Linked DNA regions of Mus musculus: regions 2 and 3 are each linked to region 1. A link is a contact called in public ChIA-PET data. All regions are on one chromosome and are shown on one strand. Each heading gives the region's core, a stretch centred on a gene start, on an enhancer-like site or on the middle of the called end of the contact. The rest is flanking DNA. Distances are from core to core; before and after follow the strand shown.

Region 1 (3,945 bases), core at 375-2,874:
AGTAACAGACTTGCTCTAACAAGGCCACACCTTCTAATACAGCTACTCCCTATAAGCCTATGGTGCTCCTTTTTATTGGAACAACCACATTGGGGGACAATTTAAGAATGGCCACTATTTATACGCACTTTTCGAAACCTATTACTGACAGGCTTTTAAGTATTTGAAATGGCAGAAAAGTAACAACAAGCCCTCTTGCCGAAGCCCTCATTCACTCTGTGACTCTCAAGGCTGTGAACAATGTTTAGGATGATTTAGCACCAACATGCACTTCCATAGTTCACTGTGAGCGTCTGTTCCTTTGCCTTGCAGTCGCCACTTGCCAGTCTGAGAGCTCTGTGAAAACAGGAAGAAATAACAGGTCATAAAACCACAATTGGAAATTATGACAATTATGACAATCCTGACCAGTCTTTTACCTCTTGGGACAAGGTATAGAACAGTTGTTCCCACCTGGCTGACCGTCAGTTATATTTTCTCTCCTCTACAAAGTTGGTTCCTTTTGACTTTTATACTTTCTCCCATCTCTTCAGCTGCTCTCCAGACTCGACACAGTCACTCTTGCTAGGATCTGCTCTCACCGATACAGGCTGCAGTATGAGCTGTGACCTCTGATATGACAAGAGCAATCTCATGCACGTAAACCTGTGAATTCTTTTGGAACTTTGTGCCCCTCTTTCACATCCAACTTCCCTTTAGCAGTACAACTTGGATAAGCTATTTAAACACAGTACTTCTGTTATAGTGTAATATTGGAATACCAGCTATGCTCCTATCATTGGGTTTTTCTGGGAAGCTTCCATATTAATACATATAAAGAAACTAGAAAAGGGTCTACTGTATACTTCGAAGGCTCCAAAAATAGTGGAAGCTACCATAGCAACCATCCTAATCACCATCGTTTTTTTCTTCTAGTTTACTCTGTGACTTGACATTACTGGCCAGGAGCAATGAAATAACACAGAGCAAAGCAATGAACAACTGGAACAAAGGTTGAGAAAAATATAGACTGGGTGAACCTGAAATATAGTCAGTCCAGGAAGATAAAGAGCTAATTAACTCCAGAGAATGGGCTGCATACAACACCTACCAAAGCACCAATTGTGTTCTTAAATGGTGCCTTGTCTTAGCACGTTTGCCCTTTGCAAGATGCATTGTATGCGTACACTTTCTTAGAGACCAAATTTTCTGTTCCTATAAAACGTGATGGCAGCAGTCATGGCCCTAACTCAGACAGAAACAATCAGTGTGGACCCTCTTCTTAAATCGGAGCTGTGCGGCCAACAGTGATTAGAAAAAGAGCACAGACACTGTCAGAATAATGAATTTAAGCAAAAGGGAAACCTCAAGATGAGGAAGATTATCGAGGTGCAGAGGCTGAGCTGTGTGAAAAAATGAAAGAGAAAGAAAGAGAGGAAGGGGGAGGGGGAGGGGGAGAGGGAAAGGGACAAGGGACAGGGAGGGGAAGGAGATCTCATTCACTGATAATGGGAGAAATAACTTGCTGATGTCTAATGTGGTGTGGGGAGCAGACAGAAACAATGGATGTTTAGGTGAGAGCTGAACATTTCAAGGTCATTTGTGGGTCTATGACAGAAGGAGACCATGACTCTCTTCAAGCTCAAACAGGAAGAAAAAGAAACCAAGCTACAGATCAGGCAGAGAGATTAATATAGAGAATCAAATGGCAGTGTTAGAGCCAAATGGAGGGTTGAAAATGAACAGTGTGATGGAAAATTATGCTAGGAAGCCACTCCTCAATCCTAAGCTTAGGTGCTTTGGGGATCAAGGTGGATGAAGAAAGAAATGGTGAGGGCTGCAGAGACAGCTCAGCAGTTAAGAGCATCTACTGCTCTTATAGTGGACCCAGGTTCAGTTCCAGGACCCACATCATGTAACTGCGTGATAACTAGAGTTTCAGAGGATCTAATGCTCTCTTCTAGACTCAGGGCACTTACATATATAGGGCAAGTATGCATACATACACACACACACACACACACACACACACACACACACACTCATGCACACACACACACACACACACATATAAATATACATACTCAGGCACACACATATTAATAAAATAAATAAATATATTTTTTAACTTTTTGTTCTTTTTTATTATTTTCTTTTATTACATTTCAAATGTTATCCCCTTTCCTAGTTTCCCCTCCGAATATTTCCTATCCCCTCCCCCGTCCCCCTGCTCACCAACCCACCCACTTTTGCTTCCTGGCCCTGGCATTCCCCTATATTAGGGCATAGAACTTTCACAGGACCAAGGGCCTCCCCTCCCATTGGTGAATGACTAGGCCATCTTCTGCTACTTATGCAGCTGGAGCCCTGAGTCCCACCATGTGATTTCTTTGATTGGTGGTTTAGTCTCAGGGAGTTCTGGGGGTACTGGTTAGTTCATATTGTTGTTTCTCCTTTGGGGCTGCAAACCCCTTCAGCTCCTTGGGTTCTTTCTCTAGCACCTTCACTGGGGACCCTGTGCTCTGTCCAGTGGATAACTGTGTATTTGCCAGGCACTGGCAGAGCCTCTCAGGAGACAGCTACATCAGGCTCCTTTCAGCAAGCTCTTGTTGGCATCTGCAATAGTGTCTGAGTTTGGTGATTGTTTATAGGATGGATCCCCAGGTGGGGCAGTCTCTGGATGGTCATGCCTTCAGTCTCTGCTCCAAACTTTATCTCTGTAACTCCTTACATGGGTATTTTGTTCCCCCTTCTAAGAAGGATCGAAGTATCCACAGTTTGGACTTCCTTCTTCTTGAGTTTCATGTGTTTTGCAAATTGTATCTTGGGTATCCACTTATCAGTGAGTGCATATCATGTGTGTTCTTTTGTGATTGGGTTACCTCACTTAGGATGATATCCTCTAGATCCATCCCATTTGTCTAAGAATTTCATAAATTAATTGGTTTTAATAGCTGCATAGTACTCCATTGTGTAAATGTACCATATTTTCTGTATCCATTCCTCTGTTGAGGGACATCTGGGTTCTTTCCAGCTTCTGGCTATTATAAATAAGACTGCTATGAACATAGTGGAGCATGTGTCCTTCTTAACAGTTGGATCATCTTCTGGGTATATGCCCAGGAGTGATATTGCTGGATCTTCTGGTAGTACTATGTCCAATTTTCTGAGGCACTGCCAAATTGATTTCCAGAGTGGTTGTACCAGGCACATACATATTTATAAAATAAATAAATATATCTTTAAAGAACAAAAAAGTGACTTATTCACTGCCAACTATCTTCACTGCATGTCCTTTTGCTGCTCCATTGCCTGGTCCTATGCTGATTTCAATGGAAGAAGTCACTGTGGTCATCAGTGACAATGACTCTGCCATGTGCAAAGCTGATTTTGCTGAAAAACATGCCTGCAGAGCCATGTTTTCCTTCATTGACTAGTACCCATGACACTAGGGTGTCATGGTAGCCAGTAGACAGAAGGACTCCTATGTCAGATATGAGGACAAGATCAAGAGAAGTATCTTGATCCTGATGTACCCTATTGAATACTGCATTGTCACCAATTGGAAGGGTCTACCATCATACCTTCTACAATGAGCTGCATGTGGCCAGGAGGAAAATCCAGTGCTTCTGACTGGGGTATCACTCCCAATCCTAAGACAGAAGATGACACAGATAATGTTTGAAATCTTCAACACCCGAACCATGGGTGTAGCCATTAAGATGGTGCTGTCTGGGCACACCATTGGCATTGTCATGGCTCCCGGTGGCTGGTCACACATAAAACGACTATCTATGAGGACTACTCCCTTCTTCATGTCATTTGTGTGTGTGTGTGTGTGGACTTGACTAGCTGATACCTATCAGACTACCTCATAAAGAGTTTGACTAGTGAGGGCCATTGCTTCAACTCATGGCTGAATAGGAGATTGTGTATGACATTAATGACAGGTTGTGTCATCCCTGG
Region 2 (4,273 bases), core at 183-2,682, 270 kb before region 1:
ATCTGGCTTCAAAGTCTGCAATATAATGTCTCATCCACCTATCCACAACCTCCCTTTCTTCCTCCAGTCAAGCTAAGGCTTAAATTCCTCTTTCTCATGAAGCCACATTCCCAGGTCTTCCAGGTCACTATTTCTTGGAGGATCAGGGGAGCTAGGGTCTCCAGTGGAAGGTTTATAGCAGCTTTGAAGGATAAACTGCAACTGCACTTGAACTTTTACACTGGATAGGTGATACTTTCTTCCTCATAAACTACAGAAAAGTTGTTTGGCCACTTCTCTGTAACAAGTTAGCACTCTCTCTAGCACCCTGTGAGTATACTGAGACTGGAATGCAACCTTCAAGTACCCCCTAAGCCTGAGAGAAGCAGTCAAAGAACAGAAAGAATACTAGCTAGATAAGGCATTTCACTGCATCAACATGCTCTCCATGGGTAACCAATTCTGGTACCACTGTTCAGAGCTCATGCCTACTCTACGTATAGATTTTGTTAGTGTTTTATATCAAGTCACAGCCAGAATGACACAGACAGTCCTTTGGTTTTAAAGTGATAATATTCCCAGACTAGAACATCAGGGACAGGAAATAATCTTAGAGATCTACACTTCCTCTGCGCATGCTTCATTGCAAGGACACCAATAGGCAAAAAGTGCAAACCCTGTTCTTTTCTGGTACCCAAACTGATATCTTTGGGTAAGATACCTAGTTAAGGTAGAACTGTTCCAATCTCAAAGGTGTGAACCCAAAAGGAAGGCACAGCAATCATGTGTGCGAGGCAGTAAGAACAAACACTGGTCCTTGGTACACAGCGTACCTGCCATAAATGACACTTGCTAATAAAGGACACCTATCTTGAGCAATGAGGTGTTACTGGCATTCCTGGCCCACTTATTCAGGGATTTGTCTTCTGCCTTTCTCCTCTTCCTTCAGTCTCTGTACTGTCTCCCTCCACTCCATCCCAAGGTTACAATCCATACCCAAATCATGATGAGTCCTTGAACCTTACCTCAGTTCTGACAGGCTTCCCCTTTGAACTTGGGGAACGCTGGAAGGCTAAGCTGTTCTAGGTTACACTAACTGAGACATTTCATGACATTCCCAGATGTTGCTTGTAACAGATCCTGGTCGCATCAGCATCTACAGGTGATGACCAACCCTCTGAGCAGCAATCAGGCCCTGATCTCAGCCAGCCCATCTAGCAACACTGCAGGAGCTCAGCACACTGCTGAGAGCAAAGCCAGTCTCCTGTATTACACAGCTGACATCCCCATGGTAAAAGGAGAAAGACAGTAAACAGATGACCAAGTTGACACCCCACACAGCTAAAATTCAAGGGGTTAATAAAAAGCAGGGAAGAAGTTAGCCACTAACTGTTGCTGAAGGGTTGGGAGGAGAGCAGTTAATTTACACGGTGGCACAGGAAATCCTGTCTGATACCATGGCAAGTGACAGACACCAGACATAAGTGAGGAAATGAACCACTTGAACATCAGAGCAAGGTGTCCCTGGCAGAAAGGGAAGAAAATATAATGTTATCAGGCAGTACCATTTCTGGAACATTCTAGAAGAACAGGAAGCATAATGATGCTTTATCACAGTGGAAGCCTTAGAGAGTGGCAGGTAACCTTGCTCAAGAGAGGCCTCAATTGTATATTGATAAGAACTTTGGCATTTAGGGATGAAGCAGTGAACTTTCCATCATTAAAACAAAATATCTGATGAAAGCCACTCTGGTGCACAGAGGAGTTCACTTATCTCAGAGTTCTGGAAGTTTCAAGGTCAATATGAGATCTCAAAGGGTTGTTCTTAGAGGAAGGTGACAGATGGTGGCACATCATAGGGCGAAAATGTTGTAATTCAGGGTTCACATGTTGAACTGGAGCAGAGAGAGGACAATGGGTATAGACCCATAATCCCTTCTGGGGTGGGTATATCCCTAGTGACATCAGGACTTCCCATAAGGCCCTACTTGACAGAGCATCTCTTGATACCTCTAGCCAGGAGACTAAGATTTTAACACATGTACCTTGTAGTACGGACAAAAATCCCAAATCAAACCATACCTAAACCAGTGTTGTATTGGGCTCACTCTAGCTTCTATGTTACAGGCAGACAGCTCAAAGTTGGCTGCTGTGGCATCACAGAAAGGCAGAAGAGTGGCTTGGAGTTGCTGCTTGACAATGAAAATGTTGGGGGGGGGCACTCTAGATACACTGGCAACCGCCATGTTGACTATCTGAAAACAATGGATGACAAAAGCTTGAGAGGCTCCAGGGACTGTCCAGGGGCTCCCATCCCCTCATTTACAACTGCGCATGGGACTTAACTCAACAAAGCTATTATTGTTTCAAGAGATTAAAAAAAAAAAAAGAACCCTCCTCTGTGGGAAAAAAATGAAACATTGTATAACTGCTAACAACAAAGTTAAGGGAGAGACAAATTAAATAAAATTTGTTTTGTAGCCAAGAATGGTTGATGTATTCTAACTAGAAGCGAAGGCCTAGATCAAATTCTAGTCATGGTAGATGTTCACTCATTACAAAAAAGATGCATAAAGATTTATGATGGTGGACCAATAGCAATCAGTAAGCGGCTGATGGATGGTTCCCAATATGCAGGAGCTATTAGTAAGTGTCCTGGGGAAGATCGAAAAGGGATGAGAACACTGGGTTGACTGCTGCTAAACTGGCTTTTTTTGGTACAGACATTCCTCAAGCCTTTCCTATGGTAATTGGCATCAGCCCTCTCCAGAGGGACCTTTATGGAGGCCATATATCTCCCGGTTGATGTTTTAATGCAGTCCCTTCCGACAATAATGATGCCAGGAACACGATGGGGAAATACTGAGTAGATTTACAAATATCATTTGAGCATTGATCCTGAGGGCCTGCAGGATCAAAATTCACCAAAAACGTTTCTGAGATCCTGGGCTGGGTGCTAGGGATGTACAAAGAAAGGGACACTAAAGTATCCCATGGTAGTTTGTTCTGCAGGGGGACAAACACCTGCTCTTGTTTACTGTCTGCTCAATTCCAGGCCTATAGGATGCAGCTAGAGTCAAAAGCAGAGGGCTGGCAGCAGGTGCTTCTCTCCATCCCGCCGACTGTCCATGAGCAGCAGGATAGGGAAGGGACTTGTATGGGATGCTCACCTTTATAAAGCATGTTCTTTAATTACTGTTACTTGTAACGTGGGGCATTGAGAATGTATAATTTGTGATTCATGCTTTGTACTGTCCCTTTGACATAGACTGCATTCTCTGTGGTCTTCACCACAATGCCTCAGCTACAGTCGACAATGCTGATGGAGTTGGTAGTTGGGGAGAAGCCTTATTATAGGGTGCCTTCTCATTCAAGCCCTTAAAAGAGGTGAGCACTGCTATTTAAATGGTGGGGAAGTGAGACTTTTAGCTATCTGGACATCTGCTGGATATCACGTGTTACTGAATGGTGGATACACCCAAGCTCTTGCTGGCTTGGTGTTGGCCTTCTCGCTTTTAAATATACACAACTATTTCTGGTTTATTTACTTATTGGGTATGCTGTATGAGAAGCAGAAAGCTGTACCAGAGAGGCCTTGCTGACCTCAGCAAAACACTCTGGAAACTCCTTAGAGGATGTAAGCCCAGGACACTGCCCTGGACCAGAGCCATCTAGTCAGACTCCTAAAGCGGCAGAAGGATGGGGATGGCATCGTTTCTGCCAACAGGGAGGTGATGGTATGTGCTAGCTGATAGCCCCACAGAACTGACTCTCATTTATTTCAATCCTGTGGCAGTAGTTCTATAAAATGTGGTGAGACAGAGGCTCACAGACTTTCAAACTGTAACCCAAGAGATGGCTCAGTGAAGCATAAATGTGATGCTGATGTAGCCCCTGATCTTTGTTGGAATGATGGCTGGGATCACTGAGAAGGAAAAAAAAAGTTGGTGCTGTGAAACTTGGAAGTATACAAATGTCACTTCAAACAAAAAAATCATACATGATATATTTTTGGTTATCCTGATGAATGACTTCCATCTCTGATAGGGTCCAGAATAATTGTACCCATCAAGAAATCCATGAAATCTCTTCAAAGGGCATCCCTGAAGCTGAAATAGTGTTCCTATTGGTAGACAGAGTGTTTATCTGCCTTCCTGACCATGACTGATGCTATTCAATGATGATTTGCTTTTTGGAAAAGATGGCGTTTAGGCTGAGCTTTACATTTTTATATGCCATACAAATGAATAGTTTCTATTATTGCTTCCTTCTTAAAAACTATTTCTTACTATTG
Region 3 (4,202 bases), core at 502-3,001, 360 kb before region 1:
GTGCCCTCTCATGTTTGTCTCACTGGCCTTGCTAAAACAGCCAGAGGAGAGCAGCACATTAAGGGACATGTCCCCCCCTCACTGCTGGTCCCAGCAGGTATGATAAAAAACAAACAAACAAACAAACAAACAAACAAAAAACCACCACCATCAACAACAAAATTCTGAACCCATGGACCAGCCTGGTCCCTGAGGAGTCATAACCGAACTCCTGTGACACAGCAGGGTGTGGGCACAGCCTGGCTCAAGATGTTTGGGAAGGTAGACTGCTTCTTTCACTATGGAAGCAAAATGCAGATTTTTCAACATATCTACAGGAGGAGAGAAGTCAGCTCTAGAGACAAATTGTATAATAGATAGCATCAAGCAGGCAGCATGAGCCTGCTTAGACTACCAGGTTCCTCGTGAACACACTCGAATGAGAGGTGCAGGCTCCTCAATAAGAAAAATGTTGCTGAATCCAACCACTGAGCTGAAAAGGAATGGAAGAAGTCAGGACTGGAGCGAGGTCCAGCAGACCCTTCCTGACACAGGTGGGTCACTTGTGGGTTGTGGTAGCACATAGACATGTGTAGCTCTTCCCACATGCTCACAGCGGGGCCATGCAGAAGCCAGAGCTGGGTGGGTTGGAGCAGGTCTGGCCAGGGTGTTTCAGGAGAACGAAGTCGAGCTGGGCCTGGTAATGTCCCTTCCATGATCCCCTAACTCCTCCTCTTACCACAGAATGGAGTACTAGGTGGCAAACAAAATGCAAATGTCTCTGCCTTCACAGAGGTATAGGGGAAGGGATACTTCACCTAGCAGAAAGTAAAATGAGGCCATGAAAGAAGAAGTCAGGAAGCTGTACTTCAGAAAAAAGGAAGCTGATGTCCAAGACCGGAAGTGAACTTCAGCAAAGAGCACAGGAAGGAAAAAGCGGGCAGAAAACTAGGCGGTGTTTGTAAGGAGAGCGGGGTGGTGGTGGGGACATGGCAGAATGAGGTAGGTGTGGAACGAAGTCAGAGGAGCCACAGCAGGGCTTTGCCACTGTCCCTTTAAGTGGCAGGTGGCAGCATGATCAGATGTTGTATCACTTACTTTTCTGGTTGCTGTGACAAAACAAGTGACTGAAGTGCCTCGAAGGAAGAAGGGTTTCTGCTGTCTCTCCATTGGAGGGTACCTTGGCAGCCTTGGGAAGCAACTGCAGTGGGCATGAGAGGCGACCAGTTGGGCGCATTGTTTCCACAGTGAGGAAGCAGAGAGGATAAGTCTTTTGATTTAGTCTGGGGCTGAGCTCCTGGGATGGAACTGACTACATTCAGGGTGGGTCTTCCTTTTTGGAACATCCTCTGCTCACCAGAGACCTGTTTCAGTGATGATTCTAAGCTCCACCCAGCTGCTAATGACAGGTGTAGGTCAGGGGCCCTGGGCAGATCACACTGATGGAGGCAGGGCTGGGCTGGGCTGGGCTGGGCTGGGCTGGGCCAGGGTGTGGTAGTTAAGGCAGAGCTTGCTCCTCTCACAGTGAGGCTCCACTAGAGGAAGTCCACAGGGCTTCAGAAGTCTTTTCAAGGATATTGAGAGGCCACTTGTCTGTCAGGGTGAAGGGCTGAGACAAGAGTGCTCAGCTTCTCTGCCCCTCTCCAAGATCAAAGTCAGGAACTTGCCCTGAGGATTCTGAGCCTGGAAACAGGCAGCTACAGGATCCCCACTAGTCAGAACCCGCCAGTGCTAACTGGGAGCAGAAGCTTCCTCCCCTTGCAGCTGCAGACCCTTTGATGACACACTGTTTTAGGGGACATCTGTGCTGCCTCAGGAGGTGGTTTTAGTACGCTGCATGGAAAGGTCACTTAGCACCTGGTGACAGTACTTGTTTTTTAGCAGAGCTTATTCAGCCAGAAGGACAGCCCCACGCCAAGCTTAAGGAGACAGGCACTGTTTTTCTTCACGGTGATTCAAATGTCTTTTCTTTCCATCTCTAAGTTTGATTTCCATATCTGTAAAACAGTACTAATGGCTTACAGAGCTAGAGAGATTCCCTGAGATATAGATAAGAACAAACATTTTTTTGTTGCTGTTTTTGATGGTGGTGATGCGTGCATGCCTGTGTGTGTTTGTGTGTGTGTGTATGTGTGTGTGTGTTTGTGTGTATGTGTTGGTGGTGATGTGTGTGTCTGTGCATGTGTGTGTGTGTGTGTGTGTGCGCATGTGCGCGCGCGTGTGTGTGTGTGTGCACGTGTGCGCATGTGTGTGTGTATGTGTGTGTTGTATACCTTTGTAGAGGCCAGAAGGTGATGTTGAGTATCTTCCTCTACTATTTTCTGCCTTATCTTTTGAGATAGTCTTTCAGTGCATCTGGGACTTGCTGATTCACAGCTAGATTGACTGTGGCTCTTCCTGCCTTGGTTTCCTGATTACGGGTGTATGTGACTGTGCCTGGCTTTTTATGTGGATGCTAGAGATCTGAACTCAGGCCCTAAGACTTGTGCAACAAGTCCATTCACTGGGTCATGCTCCCAGGCCCTGCTTGTGTGTGTGTGTGTGTGTGTGTGTGTGTGTGCACACGCATGTGTACTTATTGGTTACTTCGTTCATTAAATTGGCCACCACTTCTGTGTCAGGCACTGCCATGCCCTGCAAATGAACAGATGAATGAGAGCTTTGCTCTGGAGTAGATGGAGACTGCCATCCTGGCTGTATAAGACTACAATGGTAATGTAGTAGTAGGGACTTTGCAGAGGCCAAGTGGATGTGGATGATAGATATCCAAGCACAATATAGCTGACAGCCCAAAAGTGAACCAAAGGAGAAAGGATATCCCAGACAGAAAAAGAGCCAAGAGGGAGAATTACCGATGCATTACATAAACCGCATAGAGCCAGAAGATGAAGGGGGACAGATCACTTCACTGGGGACCCAGATCCTGTCCATTGAGGCTTCCCAGGTGATCAAGAAGACAACTTACAATGAAATACAAAACTATTGAAGTGACATTGAAAGCAGTAACAGAAACCACTACACATGTCTCTATAAAAGCATGCCTATGCATATCACACATGGTGGGTGTGAGATTTAACATGCAAATGGTAATGACATTGAGTGTTTATTTTATAAATATGACTGATTTGTATTTAGATTTAATTAAAAATTTACATTTATTCATTTGTGTGTGTGTGTGTGTGTGTGTGTGTGTGTGTACACATGCACATATCCATAAGTTCAGAGAAAAAAGTTGTTAGACACAGTTTTATTTTGTTTTTTGTCTATCCATGAGTTCTGGGGATCACACTCAAGCAGTCAGGCTCAGCAGCAGCATCTTTATCCAATGAGCTACCTTGTTGGCTCTAGATTATTTACTGCTGTCTCATTGAGCTATTCTTCCCTCTAGATAGCTTTTCATAAATTCTTCCCACATACTGTACAGCTACATGCCAGGGTCATGCCAGTTGTCAACATATAACCTGTTGGCATGAAGGGGGAGGAACGAAGAGTACTAGGCATTAGGATGACAGCGATGGTGAGGGTACCTCAAGTGTGGGCTCATCGGGGCAGAAGCATCTCAGAGCCAAGACTTAAAGGAAAGAGATTTGGTGGCATGTTGAGATCCAAAATTATGCCCGGGTTTGGCAGCCTCTCACTTGAGGGTGACCCTGTGGCTTAATAACCCTAAGTATTTGTTTGTCTGAAGTCTGCTTTATCAAAATGCTATTGCTATGACAGCTGCTATAAGCTTGGAACTTCAAGCCTACTTTGAAACCAGATCCCATGCTTTCTGTTCCTCATCCTATACAGAGTTACAAGCTCAGCCGATGGCTGGCATTGTTGGCAATAGACCTTCAAAGCCCTTGAACATGGACCACATACCCAGTTCCCATAATACCACAACATAAGCTCTCTGTGTATAGTGATAAACAGCCACATCAAACGGAGGCAGTTGTTGTAAAGATGATCCATACCCTCCATGTTAACAATAAGTGGAGTTAAATGTCATGACCCAGGTGTCACAAGGGGAAAAGTAGCTGAGCTGAACTGGATCTCAGGATGTCCCACTCAAGAAAGGTGACCTTATATCACTCTCAGAAACCCGGAAATGCTTCATGGTGGGATTGAACAGTCACACTGGGTGGAGTTTCTGAGCATGGCTCAGGACTCAAGTAGATTGTGCAAGAAGAAAAACCTTTGAAAGCTCCAAAGAGATGCGTGAGAAAACGGCCACCTTGATT

What was found. ChIA-PET counts read pairs in DNA pulled down with a chosen protein or histone mark.
Region 2: an RNA polymerase II ChIA-PET map of memory CD8 T cells shows a contact between it and region 1, with 102 read pairs. The contact joins two enhancer-like sites. A contact is called at or near these places in 18 of 484 Hi-C or Micro-C datasets (the C2C12 cell line, CD4 T cells, CD8 T cells and 13 more) and 3 of 115 datasets of contacts at active chromatin or transcription factors (CD8 T cells, double positive thymocytes and memory CD8 T cells).
Region 3: a contact with region 1 is called in an RNA polymerase II ChIA-PET map of memory CD8 T cells, with 38 read pairs. The contact joins two enhancer-like sites. A contact is called at or near these places in 2 of 115 datasets of contacts at active chromatin or transcription factors (double positive thymocytes and memory CD8 T cells).

The regions. Positions count from the first base shown.
Region 1 is chr7:74,696,542-74,700,486 of GRCm38.p6, forward strand. It overlaps the pseudogene Gm7726. Among named protein-coding and RNA genes, the nearest start is that of Gm30459, 67 kb to the right of the region's middle. Within about 2 kb of position 1,625, at least 26 of the 459 cell types and tissues checked have an H3K27ac peak or open chromatin away from gene starts, as enhancers often do. A contact at or near this core is called in CD8 T cells, LSK cells, Th1 cells and 3 more, where this site is marked.
Region 2 is chr7:74,425,814-74,430,086 of GRCm38.p6, forward strand. The region is part of intron 2 of Slco3a1 (solute carrier organic anion transporter family, member 3a1); the gene reads right to left. Among named protein-coding and RNA genes, the nearest start is that of Slco3a1, 130 kb to the right of the region's middle. Within about 2 kb of position 1,433, at least 23 of the 459 cell types and tissues checked have an H3K27ac peak or open chromatin away from gene starts, as enhancers often do. A contact at or near this core is called in CD8 T cells, LSK cells, Th1 cells and 2 more, where this site is marked.
Region 3 is chr7:74,339,855-74,344,056 of GRCm38.p6, forward strand. All of the region lies in intron 4 of Slco3a1 (solute carrier organic anion transporter family, member 3a1), which reads right to left. Among named protein-coding and RNA genes, the nearest start is that of Slco3a1, 210 kb to the right of the region's middle. Within about 2 kb of position 1,752, at least 54 of the 459 cell types and tissues checked have an H3K27ac peak or open chromatin away from gene starts, as enhancers often do. A contact at or near this core is called in double positive thymocytes and memory CD8 T cells, where this site is marked.